Linked DNA regions of Mus musculus: regions 1, 2, 3, 4, 5 and 7 are each linked to region 6. The links are chromatin contacts, called in public HiChIP or PLAC-seq and promoter capture Hi-C maps. All regions are on one chromosome and are shown on one strand. Each heading gives the region's core, a stretch centred on a gene start, on an enhancer-like site or on the middle of the called end of the contact. The rest is flanking DNA. Distances are from core to core; before and after follow the strand shown. Region 1 holds the start of Cks1b (CDC28 protein kinase 1b). Region 2 holds the start of Trim46 (tripartite motif-containing 46). Region 3 holds the start of 4632404H12Rik (RIKEN cDNA 4632404H12 gene). Region 4 holds the start of Mtx1 (metaxin 1). Region 5 holds the start of Pmvk (phosphomevalonate kinase). Region 6 holds the start of Hdgf (heparin binding growth factor). Region 7 holds the start of Clk2 (CDC-like kinase 2).

Region 1 (3,632 bases), core at 852-3,351, 1.5 Mb before region 6:
TCTCGAAAACCAAAAAAAAAAAAAAAAAAAAACCAAATACAAGAAATAAAAGATACTTTTTGCTTATTTGTTTTTTCAAGATAGGGTTTGTCTATGTAACAACACTGACTGCCCTGGAACTTGCTTTGTAGACCAGGCTGACCAGGATGGCCTGGAACTTACAGAGAACCAATCACCGGGGTTTGCCTCCACTTGCCTAACCGCTGCTGTGGCTGCGGAGGTTGCTCAAAGTGTCTACCTTCAGACCTCTTCAGCAGCACTTAAAGCAGTTTAAATACCACCCTTCATTCTCTCCCCTGTGCTTAGTCCCCATCCCAGGAAAGCTGTTACTGAATACCACATCTCTTCCTGAAAAGAAATTCTGTCATTCTGTTTGCTAAGACCTCAGCTCTTACACTCCCAATCACACAAACACACCATGGTGTCATCTTGAGAGATGGCTCTTCCTGGGAGCTTTCATATCGGAAGGCCAGGGATGAGCAAGAGGTGCCCGCATTTGGAAGAAAAAGTCAACACGAGCCTTTAAGTTTGCTTAGAGATTGCCTCCTGCACCCAAGGCTAGGTAGTAAGGGCAGGAGAAAAGCCGCGTTAAACACCTCGGCACAGCAGGGAGGAAGCTGGAGGGGCAGGAAATAGCAGGAAATGGCGAAAGCCTCAGGAATGTTTCCAGCAGGGAAGGTTAGGCAAGTGGGGCCAGGATGAATGCCAAACTAGAATATCTGGATAGGGGGAGGGGTCTTGTAAAAACAGCGGAAAGGACGAGAACCTCTACTCCTGTCTCCAAAACAGTTTTTCTTTTGACAGCAGGAAAACTTTGACTCCCGTTAGGCTCACACAAACCAATGCTTAGTCCAATCCAGGCATGGGAAGGTGCCATCTATGGCTGTCTTTGGGATGGGGTCTCAAAGGAGTCAAGAGTCTCCTTTCCTTCATCCACTCTCCAGCTGTAAACGAAATTCAGTCCCTTCGACTTAATTCACTCTCGAAGGTTACGGGGGTGGGCGAAGAGGGGAGAGGGGCGACGCTGCTAATAAGCTCACTCCTTACAACCACAAATTTCAACCCCCCACCTTATGGAGCACCAGAGCTCAGGAGAATTAAGCCCAAAGCTTAAAACAAGGAGAGGGATATAGAAGCGGATGAAACGTCAGGCATTTAAGACCTGGGTTTTGCGGCACTGACCCAAGCCCAAGAGGAAGGAGAATCCTGAGGGGACAAGGTCCCTAAACAGGGAGTACGGCACATTCCCAGGATCGGACGTGGACAGTGGAAGGGGCGGGTCCCAAAGGGGCGGGGTCCCAAAGAGGCGTCACTTCTACAAAGTCACATCGGTCTTTCAAAAGCACGGTTTTCCCTCTTTTGGAAGCCAGGCAATGGATAGACTGGGTTCAACCGAGAATCCTGAAGAGGCAGACTCAGAGAGAGAACAAGGAAGACTAATCATATGGTGCTGGGAAACACGTCTGGGGGTGCGATTCCCAGGAAAGTAAGACCACAGGGTGTGGTCGCGATCATAAGAGACAAGTCGGGGTTCAGGGAGCCCCTTGAAGTAGGAAGGTGGGACTTCCGGAGAGGGGTCTCGGGGGCGGGACTTATACAGCAAGACCGGAAGTAGGGTCCTGGGAGAGGGGTTCCGGGGTGGAAGAGGAGTTGGTCGCCACAGAAAGAAAGTCTAGACTTACCAGGGTCTCATGGAGTCTCCGCACCGCACCGCGGGCCGATCTGGTTCCGGATCACGCAACTGTCTGCTTAAGTCACCGCCCCAACTTTCACCCCAGCCTGGGCCTCCCCAGACAAACTTTATTACACTCACTTCCGGCCTCACTAACCCCTGACCCCCTACCTCGCTGTCCCTCCTTTACCCGTCTGCTTTCCAAAGTTGGCCAATGGCTGCGCCAGCAGGCTCAAGGGGCGCAGTGAGAGCCAATGAGAATCCTAGTTTGACCCAGCTCATTCTTCAGAAACCTGAGCACAGCACTCCATTTACGACTTGAAGAGACGCCAAAGCAAGCCAATCGAGGACTTCAAAATGGAGCTGTCCCGCCTTCGGCCGCAGAGACCAATAGGAAGTGCGGGCGGTGTGTTTGAAAGCGAGGCCAAAGAGGGTGGGAGCGCGTGCTGCTGGGAGTTGTCTGGAGGCCTGCGGCGCGGGGCTGAGCGCCCTCGGACAGAGCAATCATGTCCCACAAACAAATCTACTATTCGGACAAATACGACGACGAGGAGTTCGAATACCGGTTAGTGCCGGCGCGGGGACTACAGACAAAAGAGAGCACGCGAGGAGTTAGTTACCTAGGCCGGAGTGGGAGGCGGGGGATGGGGGCGGGGGACAGTGTAGAACGGGCGCGTGCGCAAGGAATTACCGGGGAGTGGGGTGGGGGTGGGATTGGGTACAGCAGCAAAGCACATGCGCAAAAGGTGGACGGAGGATGTAAAACAATGAAAGGGAACTTAGAGTTGGCCGGCTGTTAAATTGAAGCGTCTTGTAGCTCTGATCAGTTTTACCTCTGGGAATTCACATCACTAAAGCAACTTTGTTGTGGCGATTTCCCTAATAGGAACTGCTCGCGTTACTGAAATCTCAAAGTCTGCTGGGAGAAAGAAGGTAGCCCGTGCAGAACTGAAAGTTTCATGCTCTTGATGAAAGGACGGTTCTAAGAGAGCCTCAGTGTTGGTGGTTTTTAGTTTATAAAAAAGATGAGTAGTTGTCAGCCTTGTTTTAGATAGGCTTTTACAGGACTTGGAGTGGCATGAAGACTGTGGCCGTGGGTAGATACCTTTCAAATACTTGATCATTCATGGCGCGCATAGAGGTTTCAAGTGTTTTCTGTTAAGGTGCAAGATAAGCTGGTACGGTAGCTCACATCTTTAATCTCAGCATTCTGGAAGCTGAGGCTGCAGGATTGTCATAGGGTCCAGCCCAGATCACACTACAGATGGAACCTTGTCTCAAGTGTAAAGTACTCAGCTGTTTTCCACGTCTGTAACAATGTTACACTTACAGCATTTGCATGGCTGGAGAAATGAGTGGCTTCATCTCTGGGAAGCTGTAACTCCAGCTTAGCCTTGGCATTTTTGTTTAAAGGAGGGGTTTGTTTGGGTTTCTTTTTTTTTTTTCTTTTTTTTCTTTTTTTTCTTTTTTTTTTTTTTTTTTTGGTTCTGTGTATCGAAGTCACAGTTAGAATGGAAGCTCTTTTCTGACATTTGGACAACAATGGGGTGGGGCTCTTGTTATTATCACAAAGGAAGAAGCATTTAGTACATCTTCACTGAGCATGATAAAGTAAATCTACTTGGGGTAGCCTGAGTCAAGTCAGGTAATTTTTTGCCATAAACTTATGTTTGGGAAAGCTTGGGATTTTCCAAGTATCATAGCACATCCCTTAGAAGTATGAACATTTGCATGTTTGTCTTCATACCTGTTCCGTAAAAGGCCTTTCCACACAGTCCTAGAGTAGGTAACCAGCTAGAGGCCTGTGAGGCCTGTGATCAAAGGAGAAACAAATATCGTCAGTATCTCATACCCAGGAGTCACACATCAAATTGCTCATTTGTGGTTTTAATAACTCTTATGAAAGTGGTGAAAACCCATGGTGTTTTTATTTTGGTTTTGCTTTCTTTCTTGTTTTTGT
Region 2 (3,801 bases), core at 590-3,089, 1.3 Mb before region 6:
CAGGAAGATCAGCAAGTCAAGGGTTTAGTCATTCACAGCCACACAGGAAGTTCAAGGCCAGTGTGGGCTACAGAAGGGAGGAGAAGAAAGGAAGAGAGAAACAAGCGGATGCAGAGAAAGAGAGTGAGCTCTAGCGGTTATTCTCTATTCTCCTTCTGTCAGGGGTCCTGCTATTGGTAACATCCCAGTGAACACAGACTTCACAATCTCCTCCAGCAGCAGTCAATAGTGCGGGCTCAGTTCCACATCAGAATCCCTCAGTGGGCTTGGTTTTGCTTTCTTCTCTCACAGGGACAAAGAACACCTTCTCCTGGATGCCTATCAGACATCAGCCCAGGCTTGACTGTTCACTTGAAACCTGTCCTGAGAGCAGACCAGGTTGGCCTTTTTCTTTCTTTTCCTCTCCCTCCCCTCCCCTCCCCTCCCCCCTTTTTGTGCTTCTCTTCCAGCTCCAATAAAATGCTTAATCTGAAAGCATCTTCTGTCTTCAAGATTGTGTTAAGCAAATGTATTTCTCCTTTATCATCTAAGCACAGGGAAATTCGGCATCATGTTTGGGAGAGGTTTAAAAAAAAAAGAGTCCAGTTAACTATTGAGTTTCACTTACTCTCAGGGAAGATTTTTGCTTGGAAGCCTTTACCAAAGACCAGATTCTCCAGATTATTGAAGGCCTGGGTGATGTAATTAAGGAGAAACTCACGCAACAAGATAGGAAGTAGAGGGACTGCAAAGCCCTTGCCACCCACTCCCGCCCATGTTCTGTTCATACACCCCCGCCTCCCCTTCCAGCGCGAGGAAGATACAGTCAGGGAGAAGACGAAAAGGCCGGAGCCCAGCAGGCCCCCCTGAATGGTGAGCCACTCGGTGGAGGCCAGCTGGCGGCTGTAGATCTGCATGCCAGCGAAGAGCAGCAGGGACAGGAGGGAGGACAGCGCCAAGGAGGTCCCGGTACCGACTACTATAAATGAGAAAAAGAGTCAGGCTAAGATTCAGGCAGATTCACTCCGGAGCTTGGCTCACCAACCACTTCCAAGTGACCCAGCCCCCACCCCACAGCGACCTCCAGGAACCACCCGGCCCTGCACACCCAAGTTCCCGCCTGTCCGGAGGAAATGCTAGTTCCCAGGACACGTCAGCTTTACCGAGGCTACGGAGAAAAGAGGACCACCCCAACGCCCACTCCCGCTAGAGCAGCCCGGGCATCCCGCCGGTGCGGTTACCCATCACGCCCCGTCCGTGGTCCAATCCGTGTCCCTGGAGAAAGAGGGGAGCCAAAGCCGGCGCGGTTGTCTGTACGCAGGCGTCGGGGCCAACGTGGACTTGCTTTACTTCTTCCTCTACGCGCCTTGGGTGCAGCGCCCTCTTGTGGCAAGGAGGAAATAATGCTTCTAAGAGCATTCTAGGCCACCGCCCTGCTTGGTCTCCAGCCTTCTGTAGCCAAGGCATCTGCTGTCTCTCTGGACAAGCTGCACTCATCTTTCAGTCATGATCCCATGGCCTAGAGTCACCTGTGCCTTCATTGCTATTCATGTCATCTCCCGTACAACTTCCTCAGACCTCCCTGACCCACTATAATTGCCTCAACAACTCCCGAAGATATGTGCCACCCAAGATGTAGCACCGTCCACCTGGAGTTGTTCTTCTGAAACGAGCTTCGTGCTTTATGTGAGTAGTATGACCAGGAATCGATGCAAGCTTCTAATAGGAGGAATGGTTCCTACCTCAAATACCCTCCATGTTACCCACCCCCTAGACCGCCTTTGGAGAACCACGTGGGAAGAACTATTTCCCACCCCCTACCTCGACGGACGCAGTTCGAAGCTAGTCCCTGGAGCATGCGCAGTGACATCTCACCCTCCCCACCCCTCCCTTCACCCCACCCGGCTCCTGCATTAAGCCCCGGGTTCGCAGCAGCAGCCAGGATCGGGCACCCGGGGGCGGGCGGGCACAGTAGGGCCATGGCTGAGGGTGAGGATATGCAGACCTTCACTTCCATCATGGATGCACTAGTCCGCATCAGTGTGAGTTAAGGTGGGGTCAAGGGGAAGGGAGGGGATGTAAAGGGTCGGGGCAAGCCAGACCCTTGAACAGGTGGGGGTCCAGGAAGAATATGGATTATAGAGAAGGGATTAGTTAAGACAGAAATGACTGGGAGGGCGGAGACGCAAGTGTGGAGGGATCCTGGGGACAGCCGAGTGGTGAGACTCCCGTTTGCTGGGGTGTAGGCAGCGAGAAGCTGCCCGGACCCAGCGGGTAGGCTTGGGGTAGCTGCCAGGCGTGCACCAGGGCTATGAGAAGGGGCATGTGTGAGCTTGGATGTTTTCCAAGAAACTGAGGACAGGTGTGGCGGGGGGTGGGGTGGGGTGATGAAAAAACCGCTCCTGGGTGCAGTTCCCAATTTGGACCCCTCCCGACCACCCCCCCTACCGCCCCCAACCCCCCCCCCCGCTAGCTGCCGTGCAGCCTCCCGTTGCCATGGTAACCCGTGCCCGTCTCTCCCAGAGGCGGTGCCAACCCTGCTCCCCCCCACCACTTCCTTCCCCCTCCCTCCCTCTCCCTCCCTCCTTTGTGTCAGCTGCGCCCCTGACCGGGATGGCTGCGAAGAGAGGGACCAAGGTGAGGTGTGGGGGTGGGGAATAGCCAGAAGACCCCTCACCAAAAGGGGGAGGGATACTTCCGGTGGGGAGGGGGCAGGTAGGCGGGGCGCTCCTTCCTCCCCCACCCTAGATTGAGCAAAGGGTTGAAACAGGCCGAATTTCTCCACCAGACTGGGTCTGATAGCTCTAGTATAGAAGGCAAAGAGAGATGGGTTGATTTGGGGAGACTGGAAGAAATAGAATTGAAGAATGGAGGATGGGTGCTGGGGCGCCGGCCAGTGCCCAGCCGGTTCAGAGAGCTAGCGCACCCTGGCCGCGGGGAGCAGTCATGCGTCTAAGGGTTGCTAGAGAAAGGGGCGGGGGACAACACCCAGCTGTAGAATGGGTGGTGCCCTTGAAATAAATGCTATTAATCCAGAGATGGAGGGATGGAGACAGGTGAGGCGGGAGGACTGCCTGCCAGCACTGCTGCAGCGGGAGTGATGGGGGTGGGGCGCGATGGTGGGGGAGGCCAGAGCTCCAACTGTACCTTCTTGGTGGACCTTAAGCTCCCCAAGAGGGGCGCTGAAGCAGGAGACAGAGAGCTGGGGAGGTGTGTGAACCAACGAAGGCGGGTACTGGGCCAAAGCAGTAGGTAGCTTGTGCTGCCCTTCCTGGCAGCCAAGGGACCGGGCTGAGATTTGCCCAAGTGTCCTAGCTCTCACACAACCTCCTGGTCCCTCCACAGACAAGCATGAAGAACATGGAGAAGGAACTGCTGTGCCCAGTGTGCCAAGAGATGTACAAGCAGCCACTAGTGCTGCCTTGTACCCACAACGTGTGCCAGGCCTGTGCCCGGGAGGTTTTGGGCCAGCAGGGGTACATAGGCCATGGTGGGGATCCGAGTTCGGAGCCCACTTCTCCTGCTTCCACCCCTTCTACCCGCAGCCCCCGCCTCTCTCGGAGAACTCTCCCCAAGCCAGATCGCTTGGACCGGCTCCTTAAGTCAGGTGGGGCTGGGGCCTGTGGGATGGGGTGGGGATGTAGAAAGATGGAAGAGGGTCAGGGGCATCTGTCTGTCATTCTGGGGTGGAGCTTCTTACTGCTTGTCTGAAATTCTAATGAGAGCTGATCTCTGGCGCAATGAAATTAATTCCACGTTTTAATTGATCAGATGTCACCCACCCCAGCCAGCTGTAATTCTCACCTGTGCCTCCTGGGTCCA
Region 3 (3,817 bases), core at 840-3,339, 1.9 Mb before region 6:
CTCTGCCCAAGGCAAGAGGGCCAGTGTAGGCCAAGTTTCTTTTAGAGGGGCCATGGGCACTGCAGCTGAGAACCCCCAAAGACAAAGATAGTAGATGGCCTTGGCAACCGAAAGGAAGCAGCTGGAGGAGGCAAACCTACCCGTAAGTGAATCCACTTAGCAAAATCCAATCTTTGATGTTTCAACACATGCCAAGGAAGCCTTACCCACTTCTACTGGGGATCTTAGCGATGCCACAGCTCTAACCAGTGCTGCAGGAAAAACAGTACCAAAGATGCTACAATCTTTACTTGACTGAGCCACTCCTGGTGGTCCTAGCTTGGTGAGGTAAGCCTCAGCTGGGATAGATGAGGCCCCATCAAAACTCAAGTATCTCATTATTACTCCACTCCCAAAGTTACCTCACCAAACCACGACCTGGTTTGGTGGCAGAAAGGGCTAGAAAACACCATGAAAAAAAAAATGAATCAAAGCCTCCAAGAACCACAAAATTCACGTCTGTCTTCCCCCCAGGCAACTCCCGTTTCCAGTGTGGATAAAGGTGCTCCAGGAGGGACAAGACCATTACAGTGGGCGTTATCCAACAACGTGAGCACTGTATCGCGCAGTACCAGCTGTTATAAAATTGCACCCAACAATTTCCTCAAGGGACACTAGGGAATAAAATAAGGCAGGACGCATGGAAGATGCCTCCTGACCAAGGATAGGTAGGATGGAACGATGCCTACTGGGGAGCGATGGCACTGCTGCCGCTCAAAACACACATTGCTGTCACCACCAGAAAAGGTGACAGTCACCTAGGATAAGCAGATGTGACCCCAGGAGTGGGGAGGAAGTGGCAAAGCTGCTACGAGCCAAGGCAAAAAGAGGAATTAAAGGTTAGTTACACCAGAGTTAGTAAGAGGAGATCCAACGTGGGGTCAATGAACGGCACTATTCTTTAGTGAAATTCAGGGAGCAAAGAGGGGTTGTACGAGGGATGCCTAGGCAGGGAGCCTACAGGTGGGTACATATAAGTGGAAAGAACTACTGAGAAGGGTCATTATGGAACCGGGCTGAGTTCCAGGCTACGTCCTTCCAGCACAGGCCTGGAATCTTATTAGAGTTGGGGTGGGGAGAAGAATGGGTCATTTCTAGGTGACATGGTAAAGTTGTGGAGGAGTAAGCAGAAGGAGCCAAAATCATAAAACCTGAGGTGTGGGTGGATTCATAGGAGGAGGTGGTTGAGGGGCCACATGTCCCGATGTCCCTTGCTCTCAGGGGTCAACAGTAGAGACTGTGACTGCACCACAGAACCTCAAGCTGAAGAAACAAGTGTAGCCTGGAGAGAAGGAGCCAAGCACCAAGAGGGGGGCTCTGGCCTCCGGGTCCTTCGAGAGCAGGAGGTTGTATGGTGTGATTTCGATCACCAGACAAGGGACCCCCAGCGTGGCGCAAGCGAGGTCCTCACCGTGATGTTGCAGTGGATGCGGACGGGGTCCCCCGGCACCGATCCCCGGGAGGGGAGATGGGGTCCGGGCGCAGCCCCGGCCCCGGCCCCTCCGGCTCCGGCCAGCAGGAACTCGCAGCTCAGCTCGTCCAGGCAGGCGCTGGCAATGCGGAAGCGCTCGTGGCCGCGGTGGAAGATGGACTCGAGCAGCTTCAGCTCCCGCCTCAGGCAGGGCCCTGGCCCCGGGCCCCCTCCCGGGCCGCCCCCGGCCCCCGGCGCCGCCCCCTGGACCCCCAGTTGCTGCCCCGGCCCCGGCTGCTGCTGCCCCTGCGGCTGCGGCTGCTGCATCCTCCGCTCCGCTCCGCTCCGGGGCCGGCGGGCCGGGAGCCTCCGGCCTCCGCTCCGGGCTCCGCCGCCGCCGCGGTCCGCACTTCCTGATCCCCCCTTCGCCAAGATGGCGCCGCCGCCACCTCCGGGACAGGCCCCCTCCGCTCGCCGGCCCACCCCCCCCACGGCCGCCGGAAGCCGCGCGCCCCTCCCCCTCCGCGGCGGCCCCGCCTCCGGCCTCACGTGACCTCTGAGCTCCGGCCCCCGGCACGTGATCCGCGCGTCTTTCCCGCCCCCCGGCCCGCGCCTGTCACCCTCCACATGTGACCCTAGGCCCTCGCCTCGCTGCTCGAAGCGCTTCCGTGCGTGTACGTGCGTCGTGCGTGACCGTGCACCGGGGGGCCTTTGCCAGCGCTTCCCTGTCACATGGCCGGCGTCTCTTGTCACGTGGCCGGTGCCTGTGTTCCCAGGGGCTCCCCGCGCGGGACTCTGGCTTCCTGCTTGCGTCCCGCGGCCCCCGCGTGCGGCGCATGGCCGTGTCTGTCCTGTATTCCCATGGGGGTCGTCGGGCCGGGTCACCGGCCTCCGCGTCTGCGGCGGGAAGGCGCCTTTCGCTACGGTCGGAGAAACGGACTTGGATCTCCCTGCGGTTCCTCTATGGTGTGTGACCTTGGGTTATCTACGCTCCTGGGGAGCCTCAGTTTCTCCATCACAACAATGGCACTGTACAAGACGGGGAGGCCTCTTTAGCCTGTTCCCAAAGGCTCTGTGCAGGGATACTGAAGTATCGAGTATGGTCGCTGGTCAGCTACGTCTGAGGGGACAGATGGTGCGGCTTCCTCCACAGAATCACAGGGCTTCGTTATGTGTGAGTGCAGAGTACTAAGCTAGGGGTTGCATAGACGACACCCACGCCTACCTGCTATTCTTCTTCCCACCTCGTCGCACTGATCCTGAACGGGGCTTGAAGTTTGCGGCAGTACCTCGTCGTTCCCACTAGGTGGCACTATCACAAAGGACAACGGAGGGTCCTGAAACCCAGAGCTGCAAACTGGCAGGTGCCAGGATGTTGTAAGGCCTGATGGGTTTGGGACCAATTCATCATGTGAGCCGTTGGCCCGTCTACCGTCACCACCTCTATGTTTTTTGGAAGCTGACTGTACCTTGGTGCTGGGCTACTGATTCACTCAGTGATGTTAGCAGAAAGCTTTACTAGGCCAAGTTTAACTCCGTATGTTTTAAGAAATTCGTGTTCTTTGAGCCTGGGGGGATGAGTGTGGGTGTGTGGGTGGGGCTGGTTTTTCTAATGACCAGAGCAGCCTGAACATTTAGCTGCATACCATCTTTGTGCCTATGTCCACAAGCTGGAAGCATAAAATACTAGGGTAAGCCAGTCCTAGCAGAACAGGGTTGTAGTCGCAACTATCTAGGAGAGTCAGAAGGCCAAGGCCTACCTGGATAACTTAGTAAACTCCTTTCTCGGCCAAATAACTAATAAATAAGGGCTGAGGGTGTGGTAGAATGCTTGCTTAGCTAGTAGAAGCTCCAAATTTGACACCCTCCCCCATCATCACACACAAAAAGAGTAATTGTAAAAAGTCTAATTTATCAAGCATTCCCCAAGCCAGGAATACTAAGCAAATATTTCTAACCCTTAACACCATTGCAAGGTGAGTGCTTTAACCTGTATTTTACAGATAAAGGTCAGGATGTATAGATACTGAGCAGAACTTCTAAGTCTGTCTCCACGTCCTTTACCCTGTTCTGTCTGCTTGCCTGCTTCCTTTATTGTTATTGTCAGGGTCTTGCTATATAGTCCAGGCTGGCCTGAATCTTATTCTCTTGTCTTAGCTTCCCAGTGCTTAACTTATAGGCACACATGCACCACCTTGCTCAACTCCCCTATTCTACTAGCCCCACACACTTCCTTTTAGAACTTTTCACAGATCACATGACCTTTAGCCCTTACCCAAGGAACTGGAACTTTAGGTCTTCCATGTCCCCAACCCCATATACAAGTTTTAAATGTATACATTTACTTATTGTCCTGAAGATTGAGCC
Region 4 (4,168 bases), core at 1,120-3,619, 1.3 Mb before region 6:
GCTACTTTAGACCAGGCTACAAGACCCTATCTCTAAAAACAAAACCATTGGCCCTTTTTTTGTTATCAAGGCAATGCTTCCCTCCCAGCACCTTCTATTGCTTCCAAAGCCTTGGGAACCTATAGGCTTAGAGCCCACTTACAAATACCAAAGCCACTCGCAAACTTCCTATGTCCCACCAGGTGGCGCAAGGGAGACATTGCTGACTAGAGTCTGGAGTGGCACCTGGTGCCCACAACTCAGGAACCAGGAGTACCATCTCTCCATTGCTGGGTTTAGCACACTCCAAACCCTGGGGCCGGTCCTCCCATCCCAGGGGCTCATCACACACATCTTACAGCCGTCCACAAAGCGCTCTGACCCTCCCATCGCTGTTTAGTCTTTCCCCCCTGGGAATGTAGGACCCAGCCAGCATCTCTTCCTCCTGTGTCCTGGCCAATCTGTGGTTTCCCTTCCAGCCAGTAAAGAATCTTTGCTTGTGTCATCTGCTCCTACCACCTCTCCTACACCACCCATGGGCCATCCCCCCACCAGACCTCCGGGAGAGTTCAAGCTGCCCAATCCCCACCCCCGCCCTATCTTTTAGAAACCAAGAGCCAGAGTAAAGGGGGGGGGAACCAAGCCCAGGGTCCCCCACCGTGCAGTCACCATCAATCAAGCTGCTTGCCCAGACTATCCTGTTGATGCTCTGAGACTAACTCTGTCGTGGAGTCCTCCTGGATCCATCCTGGTCTCAGTGCCTGACACTGCACCAATCTGCACTCACCCACCACTCTGGTGCCCACCCCTCCTACATTATCACCAACCCTTCACTCTTCGCAGTGTTAACTTTTCTCTCCAACCCATTTCAGGACTCTTCCCTCTCTCTCAAACTCACATGTGGTCTGTTATTTGCCTGGGGGCAAAAGAAAGGAGACAAAGAGGTGTCAAGGGGGATGAATGCAGGCTTACCCTGAAGGTCCTGACTGCCACACGTGTAAGAGCAGAGGAGGAGGAGAGCCAGGACACCCCAAAGTTCCGGCTTCTCCATGCCGCTTAGCCGGTTCACTACCCCTGGCAGGCAAGGCGACTGGGAGGGAAAAAGACTAGGCGGAGAGCAGGAGCAGGAGGGGGGCGGAGGGACTGAGGAGCGAGCTGGGGGGTTGGGGGGGAGCAGGCGGGTAGGGGGGGGGGTTGAAACAAAGAGCTGCCAATCACCTTGGAGGCATCACCGGCTCCCGAAACCAGAGGCACTGGGAAAGAGTCCCAGAGCTTTCCTTGCCTCCTGCTCCACCATAATGATTTTCCTCAAAGATGCTTCCCTTTAGCCTGACATCTGGTTCTTGGGAGCTTTCAACTTAACAGCGCTACCAAATGCTACTGTTCTCTGCAAGCAGTGGTTGGAAAAGTCAGAATCCCCTGCCTTGGGCAATTCTAGGTTCTAGGCATTATTTCACGGTTGGCGGAAATGGATGTCAGTGGACCATCCTTTGCTACAGTGCCTAGAAGACTACGTACGACACGAGGCTTATTGATGTGGCACAGCAAAAAAAAAAAAAATTTTTTTATTACGGTGTGTTGCGTCCCTGACATGTGCCCATTCCTCCATTTCCCCTCACTCTTGGGAAAATAGAAATCTGGAAGCACCGACGAGAACTTGATGGCTTTCTAAGACATCAGAAAGGGGAAAGCATCACCAGAGGCTAGAGCCATAAACTAGAAGACAGGAGCGAGGATGGGACTGGGGAACACTGGATACCGCGGGATGGCCCTGTCCGGGGTGAACCCGAGGGGAGCTGGGGACCGACCAGGAGTTCCCGTTACGAAGGCAACTGCCCGCGAGCCGCACCTCCCCTTCCCCCACTCAGGCCCCAGCCGGGCCTCAGCTCGGGCGCCGCCACCGCCCCTGTTTTGTTTCCATGGCGACAGGCAGCGCGAGGCCCTCTCCAAACATAACGCGCAGTGGAAAACATGCGGCTCGGGGGACCCCCCCGCGGCGTCCGCTCAGGGCTGAGACCTGAGAGGGCCCGGGGTTGTCGGGGCCATGTGCAGTTTGGCAAGTGCCCCCAGAGACCGACAAGCCGCACCAGATGCCCCTCTCCCAAGCCCTCCGTGTCGCCGGCGGTTCGTGGCTACGCTCGGCAGAGGCGCCGCGAAAGTCCCAAGCGCGTCTGGACGGCGGCCCTGCTCCCTTACGGGGGCCGCCTCAGGACGAGCCCGCGGCGCTCCCCAGAAGGCCGATGCCCCACCTCTCACAGCCCCGCCGCGGCTCAGGCCGCCAAGAGCCACGCCTCCCCAGACCCCAAAGCCCCGGCGGCCAGGGAGGCGGGGACCAGGGGCGGTTCCTGGCGAGAGAAGGCCGACGCATACGAGAAGGTGCTTCCGGGTCAGAGAGCGTACAAGATGGCGGCGCCCATGGAGCTGTTCTGCTGGTCAGGGGGCTGGGGATTGCCGTCGGTGGACCTGGATAGTCTGGCCGTGCTGGTGAGGGCTCATGCACCTGTCCTCTGATCTCTGGAGAGCCGGAGTGGGTGCTCGAGCTTTGCCGAGAACCGAGACGCATGCGTCTTGAGAGAAACTGAGGCAGTCGAAGGCCGATGTGGGCTCCGCGCCTTACGTCCGGATTTCCTAGGATCGATTTGTGTAGCAGTGGAAGTAGGCTTGGTCAGGGCTTCAGAAGATGGGTTTAGACCTTGCCTATCCATTTATTGGCTGGGTGACCTTGGGATAACCCCTTCTGGACGATCTCTTCTTTTTCCGCTATGAATCCATTGAATCTCGTTTTCGTAGACCAGACAGCCCCACAGCCAGACTGTGTAGGAAGACCTTTAGAACTAGGCAGACTTGCTTCTCTTCATTCAACGTCTTCGGGATTGCAAAAAACATTTATTATGCCTCTTAGAGTAAAAAACATTCCCTTGCAATACGATTTTGACCCTTGTATTGAAATTGTTAACAGAAAGGCAAACATGTAAGCAAATAATGAAACGATCACGTGTATTGATGTAAAGTAGAAACAGAATACAGAGACTGTCAAAGTAAATCAGTACTTCCAGGAAGAGGGAAGTTAATTAGGAAAAGCTTTTGTGAATAGGCTTTACAGTGTAGATGGCATAAGGGTAGAAATCTTTTCCTAATGTTTAATCTTGGAAATGGACATATAAACATGTCCATGAACTGTCTGGTCTAGTTTGCCCATTTGTAAATAGGAATGACACCCTCTTTCCGCCTCTCCTTTTGGTATAAAAGTATAGACCATAGAACATAATTTACTGAGTCACGGATTCTTTTCTTGGTTTCTTTATGAAGCCATACCCTGGCCTCTCTACCGTCTGCTTCCTTCCCTGCAGACCTATACCAGATTTACAGGCGCCCCACTGAAGATACACAAGACCAGCAATCCTTGGCAGAGCCCTTCAGGTATCCCTGAGGGACAGGAATGTGCCAGGGGAGGAGCAGGGGACAGGAATGCAATGCAAATGAGTATGACTAGGCAAGCTGGACCCTGTGAGTATACTTCTTTCTCAATATCAGGAACTCTGCCTGCTCTTCGAACCAGTGATGGGAAAGTCATTACAGTGCCACACAAGATCATCACCCATCTTCGTAAAGAGGTAGGTGACTTGAGTGGGGGCTGACAATGGAGGAAATCCAGTCCGTGAAGTGTAACTTATTTATTGGCCACCAGACACAGGCCAGGCAAGAGCAGTGTGATCCAGAGCAGGGAGGAGCAGCATGGGGGATGCAGTGTGACTGTGACAAGCAGTTGGCCAGATAGTGAACTTAAGGGGCTGTGGGGTGGGATAAGCGGAGAAATCAAATGGGCAGGGAGGAAGAGAAATACACAGGCTGATGACACATGGAAAATAAAGAAGAGTAGAGAACAGCAGTTGGTTTCCGGGTAGACCTGAAAGGAATTTCTAATATAAACCGTCATGGTGGTACACGCATATAATCCCAGCACTTGGTAGAAGTGGGATGATCAGAAATTTAAAATCATCTTTGGCTACATAGTGTGTTTGGGGCCAGCCTGGAAGACATAAGAACCCCTCTCAAAAAAGAAAAAAGTCACTGGGCAGTGGTGGCACACATCTTTAATCTGAACACCTAGAAGGCAGAGGCAGGCAGATCTCTGTAGTTGAAAGTCAGCCTGCTCTATAGAGTGAGTTCCAGGCCAGAACTGTCAAAG
Region 5 (4,162 bases), core at 1,386-3,885, 1.6 Mb before region 6:
GATCCTCTTTGCTCACTGATAAAATAATAGCATCATCTGCCCTACCGTCACACAGGACTATTACAAAAGTCAAAGGCATATAAAAGAGCCCTGAACAGGCAGAAGGCATTAAATAATTGCCATAGGAAACTCTAGACCTGCTGATGTTCTGGTTGGATCAGGTTTATGCTGGGACTCCAAAGGCAGCATAAACCTCTCAGAGCCACAGAGACCTTAGTAAACGTTGACCTGGTTACCGCAACATTAATAATTTGCCCTTTTGAGATACTCAGTGTACTTACAATTGTTTCCTGTGTGCTATGAAATAGGTGCTCCCCGCTTTAAAAAATCATTTCTGGGTGGGGGGGGTCAGAGGACAACTGGTTTGACAGCAAGTGCCTTTGTCTGCTGAACCACCTCACTAGCCTGGTTCTTGTTCCAGATGAAGAAAATGAGGATGAGTGAAGAAAGTTAACTAAAAGTAACATTGTGCCAGGTGGTGGTGGCGCACACCTTTAATCCCAGCACTTGGGAGGCAGAAACAGGCGGATTTCTGAGTTCGAGGCCAGCCTGGTCTACAAAGTGAGTTCCAGGACAGCCAGGGCTACACAGAGAAACCCTGTCTCGAAAAATCAAAAAAAAAAAAAAAAAAAAAAAGAAAAGAAAAGTAACATTGTGGGTAATGAAACAGTAAATTAAAATAGCCAACACTGTATTCCGGGACAGGCTGGCTCCTTTGATTCTTTTAGCCATCCCATGTAATGCCCATTTAACAATAGCAGAACTTGACTAGAACAGATAAGACATCTGCAGTACACCATCCACTAAGCACTGAGCCAGGCCGTGAACTCCCAGCAGCCGAACCCCATCCATCGTCTAGGCTTCCGGCTGTTCTTCTGCCTATGTGTGGAGCTAAGAACAAGTAAAGTTTAGACACCGATGGTGATTATTTAGTGGTAAAGGTTTGGGGTAAGAACCTCAGCCCAGGGCTCCCCTGAACCTCTTGGAATGGCTGTGGTACCTCACACGTGGTGTCCTGACCACCTTGCCCTTGGAGAGGAGCCCCAGCATTCTCTCTCCCCCTTCTCTGCTTTCCCAGCCCAAGTTTCCAGAAGAAAACAAAAAACAGTGTTTCCTAGAATATTTTCTTATCACTTAAGAAAAATAAAAGGCTGGGGGAAAGGCGAGCCTCAGAAGCCTGACAGTCTTAGCTCAACCCCGAGAACCATGCTTTCTTAAAAGCTGAAGATGGGCCAAGTGTGGTGGCACATGCCTTTAATCCCAGTGCTGCTCTTCTTACAGACCAAGGCTCTATTCCCAGCACCCACATGAAGGCTCACAACCATCTGTAACTCCAGTTCTGGGGATCACCTGCCCTCTTCTGGCTTCCAAGAACACTCGCACACACCAAGGCACAAACCCACACCCATCACATAAACACATCTTTGAAAATAAATATCTAGAAAGGAAGGACAGAATGAGTGAATGGTGTTTCCAGGCAGGGCAGAGTGAGTGAACGGTGTCTCCAGGCAGGCCAAGCTGAATTTAAATCCTGAGTTTGCTACTTTATAACCCTAGCAAATTTAAAAATTTTAATACTAAAAATTCACCATGTTGTCCACTCTGGCCTTGAACTCCTACATGTATGAGCTCTCCCTGCTGCTGGACCACACACACACACACACACACACACAGAGACACACACACACAGAGACACACACACAGACACACACACACACAGACACACACACACAGAGACACACACACACACACCAGGTTTTAGCTCCTAAGGGCCCCTGCTTCTGCATCTGTGACATGGGATTGCTAATACCACTATTTGGTAAAGAAGCTAAATAGGTTAAATGAGATGATATAGACGCACAACACCTGGCATAGAATATTCCATAAATTCCTGCCATTGCAGGGTGTTCTGGGCAGATTCTCTTTGCAGCAGACACACTCAGGACGTGGTCTTGAAAAAAAACCTTTACAGTCTTGTTAGTCTCCTTATCTAGGCCAGTTACCTCAGACCACAATCATCAAACAGGAATGGCACGTTGAAGGTGCCAGCATAGTAATAGTAGTAATTCATGTTTCTTGAAGGCAGAGCTACATCTTCATAGATCTGCAGTGGCAGTCCCCTAGTTCTTTGAGGGAGATTTGTGCAGGCTGCTGTTTTACTGACCGTGAGGGTCTGCCTTCCCCTGCCCTGTCATCCTGTCCCTCCTTGCCCTCCACGAGCTCCCTCCATAAAGCCCTCCATCACTTGCGGTAGCGCCCTTCCTCGGTTTCCCTGCACCCGCGGACACCTGCTCTTCAGCCTCTCGGTCACGAAGTCCTTCCCGGATTTTCTCTTCCCGCTAAACAGCAGCACCAGACGCGGGGAGGCTCCGAGCGGGGCCATGGTGCCACCAAGCTTCACCAGGCCTAAAGCTGACACTTCGGACCCCTGAAATGCAGCCAAGCACGAAGTGGACCCGCTCAGTAGAAGCAAAAAGGAGGAGGGATCCCACTCCTTCTCCACACTACACAGCCCACATCGAAACCAGCGCGCAGAGAATGGGCGTAGAAACTGGAAGGGAAAGAGCCTTGCAGCCTAGTATCTAAGTACCTTTCCCGCCCCCCCCCGCCCTCCCCCCCCTGCGCAGCACGCACTTAGAACAGTCCACGCCCGCCCAGATGTGACGTCATGGCCCCGCCTTCTCGGCTGACAAGGTGAGCCGAGAGTGACGCTGGAAAGACTAGCCTCAAGTTCCCTTCTACACAACCGGCCAAACATAAAGATAAAGAAAAATAGTAATGTTGAAGGCATTTTCAAATCTGCCTTTTAATTTGTACGTTATAACTCATGCTCTAAAGCAAATATGTGTTTGCCCCGCACTAAAAATAGCTCTTTCCAAAGAAGTAACCAGACAATGACATGATAGGGTGTGTTTCTTGACGTCATAGCGAGGGAGGGGTTTAATGAACAGTATGCTATTTCACTGTTGAAAAGGTTTTGTAACTGCTGAAGCCTCCAGCTGGAACTAAGTGATCTTTTCTTTAGCCGCATACTCCTCTCCAAAGCTTTTCAGAATCTCGAAAAAGAACATTGGTGACATTAGTAACTTAGGTTAAGGAGTTTTGACGCCACTCTGAACAAGATTACCCAATTTCCTCCGGAGACCAACATCCAGCCAGAAGTTGAGAGGCAAAACTAAGAGTGTTCTGACACCTACTTACTGTTATCTGTAGATATAAATTGCTGTCCTACATTTTTCTAAGCTTATCAAAATAAAGCCTGCAGCCTATGACTGCCTCCAGTGTATAAGACTGCAAAGTCTTGTGAAAACCAAAGTGAAACGTAAAGAAACTCTTAGGAAAATCATTTCTTTGCGTATTCGAAAGAGGCTTCGGCGAAGAGATGACTCCGCAGCTAAGAGCACTGGCTGCCCTTGCTGAACACCCACCTAGCCGCTCATAACCAGCTGGAACTGCAGTTCCAGAGGACCTAAAGCCCTCCCTTAGCCTCTGTGGGAACTGCATGCACGAGGTACACAGACATACGGGCAAAACACATAAATCATTTTAAAATAAAGAACAGGAGTGGTCAGGTACAGAAAGAGTGGACCGGGGAGGATCGCCAGAACTGAGGATGTCTGTCTGTTGATAGAGCCTCTGCCTAAGCCTAGGTTTGAGGGCCAGCACTGAATAAACTAGGTTTAGTGGCAAGTGCCAGCCAGCACTGGAAATGGAAGCAGACAAATTCCAGGCCAGCCTGGGCCATAAAATAAAATAAAATAAAATAAAATAAAATAAAGAGAAGGAAGTGAGAGGCTTGGTAAACAGAGGAAAGCAGAACTGTACAACAAAATACTTTGTAAACTTTAAAGTATCCACTCACAGCAGACTGTTTGTTTTAAGCACTGTGATTTCACAGTTTGTAAGTCAGCACATTGTCCCACCTCTGTGCAATAAATATTTCTCTGGGTCCCACCGAAAGCTGGCTCTCACCAGGCCAACGAAGCCTATATAGGGTGAAGTCACTTGTGGCCTCCTGCTCACTAAGCCCTCACTCAAAAGAAATCAGAACTTCCACCCAGAATTCTGAACCTGCCTGACATAACTCACCCCTTCCTTCAGCCCCACCCTGGAATCAAATTTCCCTGGAATTCTAGTCCCAATCACAAAACTTCCGAATGTA
Region 6 (4,048 bases), core at 1,213-3,712:
CTGGACCCTTTCAGTCTTTTTCCTGAAGCCCATGTCCCCTAGCAGTCGCTAGGTACAAGTGGTGGCCTGCACAGTGGCTGGGGATTCTGGTTACACCCTGGAGCAGACTCCAGGCTTCCTCCTCCTCCGGACTCAGGAAAAGCTAAAACAGGTTCTAAGGAATTGGGGGTGGGGAAGACCACAACTCGGTTTTGTCCTTTTGGGAGTCAAGGGGAATGCCTTAGAGGTGATAGCCTGGTGTACCCCTGTTAAGTGTCACAATGAAGCCAAGTGTTGGGGTGTCTCTTTGAGACCCATTTACAACTTCAGCTCAAAAGTCCTGGCTTCAATAGAAAGAAATTGTCTCTCTCTCCTGCCCATCTCTCCTAGACACTCATAATGAAAAGAAATAATAGATGGTATATCTACTCCAAGGGCTATCCTCTACCCAAGGAACACCAAAATCAGAGGGACTTGTTCATGGGGCCCCAAAATCTCATGAAATAAGGCATACCAGAAGGTTCTGTAAATCAACATTCCATAACTACTTCTCTTTCCTCAGACATAGCTTACCTCTGAACTTTGTCTCACCCCCAGCAGGGAAAAGCAGTAGAAACCTGGGTCCAGCTCTTGCCCTCCCTACCAGTGCCTTGGCATCTGGACCAAGAAGCCAATGGATCAGAGGATGCAAGGTAATAAATTACATGAGTGTTTACATGACACACATATACAAAGCCTAGCTTCAGTCAGGCCCTCGAGGCCCTCTAAGCTTCTGGAAAGAGTCTGGCCTCTCTCTCTCTGCACTGCACTCCCAGGCCAGACCCAGGCCTTACTTGACCCATTTTAAAGTTTCAGTGAGCAAGGCTCAGGCAAGTAGGATTGAACACACTCCTTGGGATGGAGGGAGAGAGAGAGAATATGGAGGGCCACTTGAGTTTTCTCAAAGATCAAGGTGTCCTGACACCCTGAATAGGAACGAAGACAGCATGGAGCCTCAGAGTCGTACTGAGCCAGATGAACAGTCAGCCATACTGTAAAATTCACAAGGCAATCCTGCCTGAGACCCCTCCCTCCAGGCCTTTCTGCCCGAGGATTTCTTTTACACAAGTTCCACACCCTAAGGGGCTGAGTCATGCCCTCACTCGGTATCAAGGGCCCCCTCTACAATCGTTTTGAAAAATTCCCAGAAGCAACCCTCCCCCCAACACACACACACACACACACACACACACACACCTTTTCCTGGGAGGGAAGGTGATAAACACAGCAGGCTTTCTGCCCCACCCTCCCACCTGGCCAGGTGCTGGAATGGGGAAGGCCCTACTCTTGGCGGGTTCAAACAACCACATGGCTGACACCGGCCTCCCTGACTGGAGACGCTCACTAATGGGAAGCCGAGGAAACTCCAGCGTCCCACAATCCCCCACACCGCGCTAAGGTCGTCTGTACTGGATTTCCCAAAGCACACGGGGGCCCTGCTGCCTCCAGTTCCAAGTCTGAGCTGGAGGCATATGGAGGGATGTTCTTGTAGAGCTGGGGGCTAAATCGGTTATGGCAGAGTCACCAGGCCAGGCAAGACCATTTTTAAGTAAGTCGTCCCCAAACATTTCACGACCCTCCCAACTTCAGAGTTCCTACCAAAATGCTCCAAGAAAGTTTGTGAGTCGCCAACTCTACATCCACCTAACCCTCTGTGAACTGAGACCCCTCGCACCCGTTCGTCCAGCCAGAGAAACCTGAACTGGAGGCAACTATCAATGGAGACTCAGGGCTCAAGCGGGGCTCCGAGAAGGGGTTGGGATTCGCGGCGAAAGAAGCGACACACCATCGGGCCGCTCCCCCCCCCCCCCCCGCCACCGTGAGCCCGAAGCCTCGGCCGCTGTGACGGAGGGGTGAGGGCGAACTGAGCACGCGGCGCTGCCCGCCAGGTGCCGGCCGCGATCGCCTCCGTTATGTAAGCGGTGGTGGGCTCCCGCCAGCCAGAACAGGCCTGGCACCCCTGCCCCTACGCCCGCTCCGCGCTCGGCGGCCGTGCCCTCCCGAGCGTTATGCAACCCGCAGCAGGGCCCGCGACGGCCGCGCCACTCACCCGGGCCGGCCAGTGTGGGTATCCTTTCATCTTCGCAAACACCAGGTCTCCGCACTTGTACTCTTTCTGCCGGTTGGATCGCGACATGGCGGGGCCGCGGGCGCCCCGGGCTCCGCGCCGAGCCGGGAAGCGCGAGCCCAAGTTTGCGCGTGCGGCGGTTGCGGCGCCGCTGCGCTCCGGCCCTCGCGCGGCCCCCGCCTCGATGCCGGCCCCCGACGCGAGCTCCGGGGCAGCCACGGCGTCTGCGCCCGCGCGCCGCTCGGACAGGGCCGGGCGCGGTGGGCAACACACGGCTCCGGGAGCGCTAGCTCGTGTGGTTGTTTGTGTTTGAAATTCAATTGCTCCCTCCTCGGCGCGAGCGAGGCCGCTTCCTCCACCCCCCGCGGCCCACTCCTCCCCTCGCGCTCCCGCCCGCGGCGGTTCGATGCGCGCAGCCAATCGACGCCTACAGCCTGCCCCGGCCTCACACCCAACCTGGAGGCCGCCAGGCGGGGCTCAGAGGCACAGGCTTGAAGAGCCGAGTGCCGAGCGCGCCGAGCGGGCTTTGTGTGCGGGCGGGTGGTGGGTGCCAGCCCAAAAGGAGCTGGCGCCCGCTGGACAGGCTGCACGTGCCCCTCCCCGGGCTCCTCTGAATGCCCTGGCCAGGCGGGGCCTACTGTGGCCTGCCTTGCGCTCTGTCCCCCCTACCACGTGCCATGTCCCAACCCACGTATTTGCTCTGCGCCTCTGACTTCTAACTAGTTAGACCGCCAAGGCAAGAGGTGTACCCCACACACTCCACGTGCTTCTGTTGGTGGCGGTATAAGAGTTCGAGTCCTACCATTTCAGTCTACTCTAAATTAACAGCTGTATCTGGACTATCACCAATTACCCTCACTAGAATAAGGAGGTCCTAAACGATAAAGACAGTTGGATACCACTAAATCTAGTTTGGAGATATATAGTATTAATTTGAAGACTGTATTTGGCCTGGGTTATATTCTAAGGAATGATGTGCGCAAAACTTGATCTCAGATCTCAAACCAAACAAGATTTTGTTGTAATTACATCTCTGTGCAATGGGTTTTTTGTTGTTTATATCTAATTGTTTTATATCTTATTTTTATTGAGACAGTCTTTTTTTTTTATTTTTTTTTATTTTTCAAGACAGGGTTTCTCTGTGCAGTCCTGGCTGTCCTGGAACTCACTCTGACTGACCTCAAACTCAGAAATCCGCCTGCCTCTGCCTCCCAAGTGCTGGGATTACAGAAGTGTGCCACCACTGCCGGGGGAGACAGTCTTAGTATGTAGCCCTGGCTGGCTGGCCTGCATACTCTCTTTTTAAAGAGATTTGAAGGTTTCTGGTTTTTGTTTGTTTGTTTTTGGTTTTTCAAGGCAGGGTTTCTCTGTGTAGCCCTGGCTGTCCTGAAACTCATGTAGACCAGGCTGGCCTCAAACTCAGAGATCCACTTGCCTCTCCCTCTTAAACGGGTGCACCACCACTGCCCAGCAGATTTGAAGGTTTTTTTTAATATTTATTTATTCATTTATTATTTGTAAGACACTGTAGCTGTCTTCAGACACTCCAGAAGAGGGCCTCAGATTTCATTAGGGATGGTTGTGAGCCACCATGTATGAGTTCAAATGGTCCACAAACAGCTGGGATTTGAACTCAGGACCATTGGAAGAGCAGTAGGCACTCTTAACCACTGAGCCATCTCACCAGCTCAGATTTGAAGTTTTTATTTGTGTTTGTGAATGCATGCTACATGTGTGGTGTGCAGAAGAGAGTGTCAGATCCCCTGAGGCTGGAGTCGCAGGTCATTGTGAGCCCATTCACATGGGTTCAGGGAACTGAACTTGAGTCTCCTGGAAGAGCAGCAACTGACCACCTCTTCAACCCTAATCACAAATTCTTTAAAAAGTTTAATGATGCCTGGCGTGGTGGCACACGCCTTTAACCCCAGCACTCAGGAGGCAGAGGCAGGCAGATTTCTGAGT
Region 7 (4,236 bases), core at 1,578-4,077, 1.3 Mb before region 6:
CGAAGTACTTCCTCTAGAAAGTTCCTTTCAAAAAACATGTTTTCCAGTGGAATAGCATTGGAAATGTAAATGAGGAAAATACCTAATAAAAAGTATTAAAAAAAAAAAACACTTAGGCAAAAAAAGAAACAAAACATGTTTTCCCCCTTTTGAGAGTCTCATTATGTAGACCAGGCTGACCTCAAACTCAGTATGAAGCCCAAAGTAGCCTTGAGCTCATAATCCCCCTCCCCTCCCATCCCAGGTGTCCACCACCAACACCCCCTCCCTTTCTTTGCAATGGCAGGAAGTGAACCCCAAACCAAATCCATGTCAGGCACATTCGTCCATACCTAGGCCCTTGGCCTTCAACCAGCTGCTGAGCCCACTGGCCTCATCATGTAACGTAACCAGTGACCTGCAATCAGTCTCTCTTACCTTCGGGACCGAACGTGGTAGCTGTCCTCCCTCCGCCGCCGCCTTGTCCGGTCACTGCTACTTGACCAGGAGCGACTTCTTCTTCGCTTATGCTTTCGGCTCTGATAGTGTTCGTGGTAACTCCCCCGGCTACCTCGCTCTGAGGAATGGTACCTTCGGGGATGGGGCATCTGGAGAGGAAGGAGAGGCAGAATGGTAGGAACACTGAGTTTTCATAACCGTTCTCGTGGAATGCCTCTTCTAAAGACGCAAAGCTGCTTTCTGTCCCTACGCCCTTCAGCACACAAACGCCTCGCTTCTTTTCCTGGTAATAGTCTTCCCTTCATGGACTATACAGCCACCTACAAATTTTGGCTGAAAACTCAAGAAAGTCAAATTCAGTTGCTCTACCTCAAACAAGGCTCCATGAAGACCTTCTGGTCTGAGCCACAGTTCACGACAGGTGACAAGTGTGTGGCTGATAAATATTGCCACAGTTCATCTCTGCTGCCATCTAACATGCGCAGCTGTGCCATCCTGAGTGCTTCACAAGCAAACAAAATAAAGCTTTAGTTTACATGGTTGTTTTAGTTATTAACAGCTCATCTTCTCTCCCCCACTAGACTAGGAGTGTCACAGGGCAGTCATTCAGCCTCCCAGGATTTTACAGATAACTGGCAGCAAACACCAACAAGTTCCAGAGATCAGGATGTGGTCCCACAAATGTCTCTCACATGCCTGGCCAAATTTTTCACACAGTTGTAAAACAGCACAAGGGAAGTGTGTCCATCTGTATGTCCCCAGCACCACTGGATTTATTAAGCAGGAAATAACTGCACTTTTCCTTTTCTTTTGGGTTTGAGGCAGGGTTTCTCTATGTCGCCCTGGCTGTTTGGAAATTGATTTTGTAGACCAGGCTGGCCTGGAACTCACAGAGATCCACCTGCCTATGCCTTCCAAACACTGAGATTCAAAGGGTGTTCCGCTGCCCCAGTCCTTTTCTTTCTCTCTTTCCTTTATTGAGACAAGGTTCTATTATGTAACCCTGGCTGGGCTAAACTTACTAAGCATATCTGGCAGAATTTGAACTCAGAGATCTTGTTAGTGTCTGCCTCCTGAGTGCTGGTATGAACGACTTGCAAAACCACACTTGACATATCCTAAGCTGGTGTCGATTTTGATATGTAGCCTAGGATGGCCACGAATATTTTCTGATATTAGTTCAGTTCCAAGTGCAAAAATTACAGATGGCTGGGGCTTACAAAGGCTGGAGATCAACCCAGGGCTTCATGCAAGCTAAGTGACCCCCACCATATCAACTGAACTATATCCCTAGCCTACTAAGTACTTCTTAATTAGTATCAGTAATACTTGGCCGGCAGCTGGGCCTCCATTAAATGAAACTGGACTAGTTAGGGTTCATGAGTCCTGTTTTGGTCAAAGGGGAAAATCAGAGCAAAATCACTGTCATATCCAGCAATACGATGAGCCTCGGGGGCAGTCTTGGCCCAGGACATGAGGTCTGTAGGTTTGACTCCAACATCTGGTCACCATTCTCGGCCGCTTCCTCACAACCTTCTTAAGGAAAGTGAGCCTATGGTACACTGGCCTAAAGTGGCTGACAGGAAACCAAGAAGATGCAAGCACGAGGCTTTCCCAGGTAACCCTATCTTGATTAACTTAACATAAATGCAATCTCACTTTGGACACCAACCAACAAAGCCACTGCGTTCTTTCCTAGAAAAGCATATCTAGCCTAACTTTCTTAACTTCTAAACCCTGTTTCTTCCTTGCTTACTCAGAGAAGCTAGAATAATTTCCTAGCCTCAAACTCTTCCTCTACACTGCCATCTTAACACTTTTCGGATCGTATTAAACCCTTGGTCCAACTTTTGCACGACTGGGACCGCTCCGGTGTCTACCTCATCACTTCTAAGGCTTTTCCAAGTTTACTATAGGTCTTGCTGCTACACCGAAACACGTCGACCTCCCTCCCTCTCATCTCGCTACTCTGCTGCTTCGAGAGCCCGACACTCCTAATTTCTCCATATCCCGTTGCCGTCCGTCTGGCGGTAGCCATCTTTCCGCGGCCCCAAGGTCCGCCAGCCCGCGCGCTCACCGTTCTGGCGGCGAGGCCCGTGCGCTTGTCCCACAGGAAGTCCGTGATGGCGGCGGCACTGCGGCCGGAGTCCCGGCACCCCCGCGGCGACGAAGTGCGGTTCCACCCCCCAACCCGGGGCCCTGGGACCTCCCGCCCCGTTCCCGGGCTCTGCTCCAGTCCCGCCCGCCCGGGCTCCGTCCCCGCCCCCAGGATCCGCTCGGCGCCTCTCGCACCGCCCCCGCCCGGGGCCCGATCCCAGCTCGGTCTCCGGCTCTGGCCTCTCCGCTCCGCCGCCGCCGCCGCCGTGAGCGAGCACGCACGCACAGACGCACGCACGTCCTGCGTCACTTCCCAGCCTCTGATGGGCTCCGCCCCCCGACACCGGGCCCTTCGGGCCAGTGAGCCGCTTCCCCTGCGCCTTCCAGAGTTAGAGAAGCGGTGGGTGCGCCTCTTGGTTCGGGTCTCGAGGCGCTCGGAGCTTGTCACGTGTTTGTTGAGTCTCTAGGTCTTTTTATCCTTTCCCATGACACCTTCCTCTTGCTCTTCACCAGAAGACAATTTGTGGCTTATTTAATATTGGCTGTTTTAAAGGATTGTTAGTTATTTACATTGTATCGCTATTGAGCAAACGACTCCAGTGAGGTTTTGTGAAGTCTGGTTCTTCAAACAAAACTTGAAAATATATACCCTCCTGCTTCCGAACGCCAGCAAAGAAAGGTTCCCTCTTTGTTCTGCACAAAAGTATTTCATGTTTGGGGCAGGTGCACAGACATAGAGGAAGGAGAATCGGACGCCGTTGTGTTTTAACTAATCTGTATTAAGTATAAATTTACCGAATCATCTTCCTTTCTTTTTAGATTTACCTTAAATTATTTTTGTTTCTGTAGAAGGGTATGTGCATTTCAGTTCAGGTTTTCATGAGGCCTGAAGAAGGGGCCAGTCAGATCCTCTGGAGCTGAAGTTACAGGCAATTGAGGGCTTACCATTGTGGATGCTGGATCTGCCAGAAGATTGCACTCTTAACCACGGAACCATCTATCTCTCCAGCTTCAGTTTACTAAATAGTACAAAAGAAGAAGGAGAAGAAGAAGAAAACGAAAAGGAAGAAGCAGCAGCTAAACATGGTGGTTCATGCTCATAATCTCAGCTCTTAGACGACTGAGGCAGGATTATTTGGAGGAGCTCAAGGCCCGCATGGGCTGCAGTGTGAGACTGTTTCAAAATCAAACCAGCTCAGGATGTGGCTTAGTTGGTGGAGTACTTGCCTTTTGCCCAGAATGCCCTGGCAAGAGAGCCATACATACAACCTATACACGTAACCAATCCCAGGACATAGGAGGTGAAGGCAGGAGGATCCAGGTTATTTCTTCCTTCCTTCCTTTTTTTTTTTTTTTTTTTTTTTTTTTTTTTACTTCAGTTTTTTGAGACAGGGTTTCTCTGTGTAGCTCTGGTTGTCCTGGAACTCACTCTATAGACCAGGCTGGCCTTGAACTCAGAAATCCACCTGCCTCTGCCTCCCAAGTGCTGGGATTAAAGGCGTGCGCCACCACTGCTGGGAAATCAAGGTTATTTTTGCTATATAATGAATTTAAAGCCAGCCTGAGTACACTGATAACCTGTCTCAAAAACAAAGGTTTGGTTTTGTTTTATCTTTTGTTTTGTTTTTTGTTCTTGTTGTTGTTGTTGAGGGGCTGGAGAGATAAGTTAGCAGTTATGAGCACTGGTTGCTCCTCCAAAGG

The links. Promoter capture Hi-C pulls out the DNA fragments that hold promoters and counts their contacts. HiChIP or PLAC-seq counts read pairs in DNA pulled down with a chosen protein or histone mark.
Region 1: a promoter capture Hi-C map of hematopoietic stem and progenitor cells shows a contact between it and region 6, with 5 times the contacts expected there. The contact joins the promoter of Cks1b here to the promoter of Hdgf in region 6. A contact is called at or near these places in 5 of 39 promoter capture datasets (erythroid cells, hematopoietic stem and progenitor cells, liver and 1 more) and 1 of 9 other capture datasets (liver).
Region 2: a contact with region 6 is called in a FOXA1 HiChIP or PLAC-seq map of pancreatic cancer cells. The contact joins the promoter of Trim46 here to the promoter of Hdgf in region 6. A contact is called at or near these places in 2 of 39 promoter capture datasets (neural stem cells and pre-B cells) and 1 of 115 datasets of contacts at active chromatin or transcription factors (pancreatic cancer cells).
Region 3: a contact with region 6 is called in a promoter capture Hi-C map of pre-B cells, with 5 times the contacts expected there. The contact joins the promoter of 4632404H12Rik here to the promoter of Hdgf in region 6. A contact is called at or near these places in 4 of 39 promoter capture datasets (hippocampal neurons, liver and pre-B cells) and 1 of 115 datasets of contacts at active chromatin or transcription factors (pancreatic cancer cells).
Region 4: a promoter capture Hi-C map of the HPC-7 cell line shows a contact between it and region 6. The contact joins the promoter of Mtx1 here to the promoter of Hdgf in region 6. A contact is called at or near these places in 2 of 39 promoter capture datasets (the HPC-7 cell line and pre-B cells), 1 of 484 Hi-C or Micro-C datasets (B cells) and 1 of 9 other capture datasets (adipose tissue).
Region 5: a contact with region 6 is called in a promoter capture Hi-C map of pre-B cells, with 2.9 times the contacts expected there. The contact joins the promoter of Pmvk here to the promoter of Hdgf in region 6.
Region 7: a contact with region 6 is called in a promoter capture Hi-C map of pre-B cells, with 2.9 times the contacts expected there. The contact joins the promoter of Clk2 here to the promoter of Hdgf in region 6. A contact is called at or near these places in 2 of 39 promoter capture datasets (liver and pre-B cells).

The regions. Positions count from the first base shown.
Region 1 is chr3:89,416,760-89,420,391 of GRCm38.p6, reverse strand. Cks1b (CDC28 protein kinase 1b) reads left to right here and starts at 2,101. Exons shown (of 3, transcript NM_016904.1): 1 at 2,101-2,237. The coding sequence starts at 2,179. It also overlaps a transcript of Shc1 not described here.
Region 2 is chr3:89,243,935-89,247,735 of GRCm38.p6, reverse strand. Trim46 (tripartite motif-containing 46) reads left to right here and starts at 1,839. Exons shown (of 10, transcript NM_183037.2): 1 at 1,839-2,021; 2 at 3,325-3,586. The coding sequence starts at 1,959. Krtcap2 (keratinocyte associated protein 2) reads right to left here and starts at 1,298. Exons shown (of 5, transcript NM_025327.3): 1 at 1,221-1,298; 2 at 804-958; 3 at 608-671. The coding sequence starts at 1,224.
Region 3 is chr3:89,771,672-89,775,488 of GRCm38.p6, reverse strand. It overlaps 4632404H12Rik (RIKEN cDNA 4632404H12 gene), which reads left to right and starts at 2,089. Exons shown (of 2, transcript NR_130957.1): 1 at 2,089-2,987. It overlaps Ube2q1 (ubiquitin-conjugating enzyme E2Q family member 1), which reads right to left and starts at 1,880. Exons shown (of 13, transcript NM_027315.4): 1 at 1,451-1,880. The coding sequence starts at 1,777.
Region 4 is chr3:89,212,108-89,216,275 of GRCm38.p6, reverse strand. Mtx1 (metaxin 1) reads left to right here and starts at 2,369. Exons shown (of 8, transcript NM_013604.3): 1 at 2,369-2,463; 2 at 3,330-3,399; 3 at 3,514-3,593. The coding sequence starts at 2,383. Thbs3 (thrombospondin 3) reads right to left here and starts at 1,096. Exons shown (of 23, transcript NM_013691.3): 1 at 952-1,096. The coding sequence starts at 1,030.
Region 5 is chr3:89,457,591-89,461,752 of GRCm38.p6, reverse strand. Pmvk (phosphomevalonate kinase) reads right to left here and starts at 2,635. Exons shown (of 5, transcript NM_026784.3): 1 at 2,289-2,635. The coding sequence starts at 2,383.
Region 6 is chr3:87,904,735-87,908,782 of GRCm38.p6, reverse strand. Hdgf (heparin binding growth factor) reads right to left here and starts at 2,462. Exons shown (of 6, transcript NM_008231.4): 1 at 2,069-2,462. The coding sequence starts at 2,155.
Region 7 is chr3:89,163,386-89,167,621 of GRCm38.p6, reverse strand. Clk2 (CDC-like kinase 2) reads right to left here and starts at 2,827. Exons shown (of 13, transcript NM_007712.4): 1 at 2,516-2,827; 2 at 418-587. The coding sequence starts at 587. It overlaps Gm45927 (predicted gene, 45927), which reads right to left and starts at 2,827. Exons shown (of 19, transcript NM_001310017.1): 1 at 2,516-2,827; 2 at 418-587.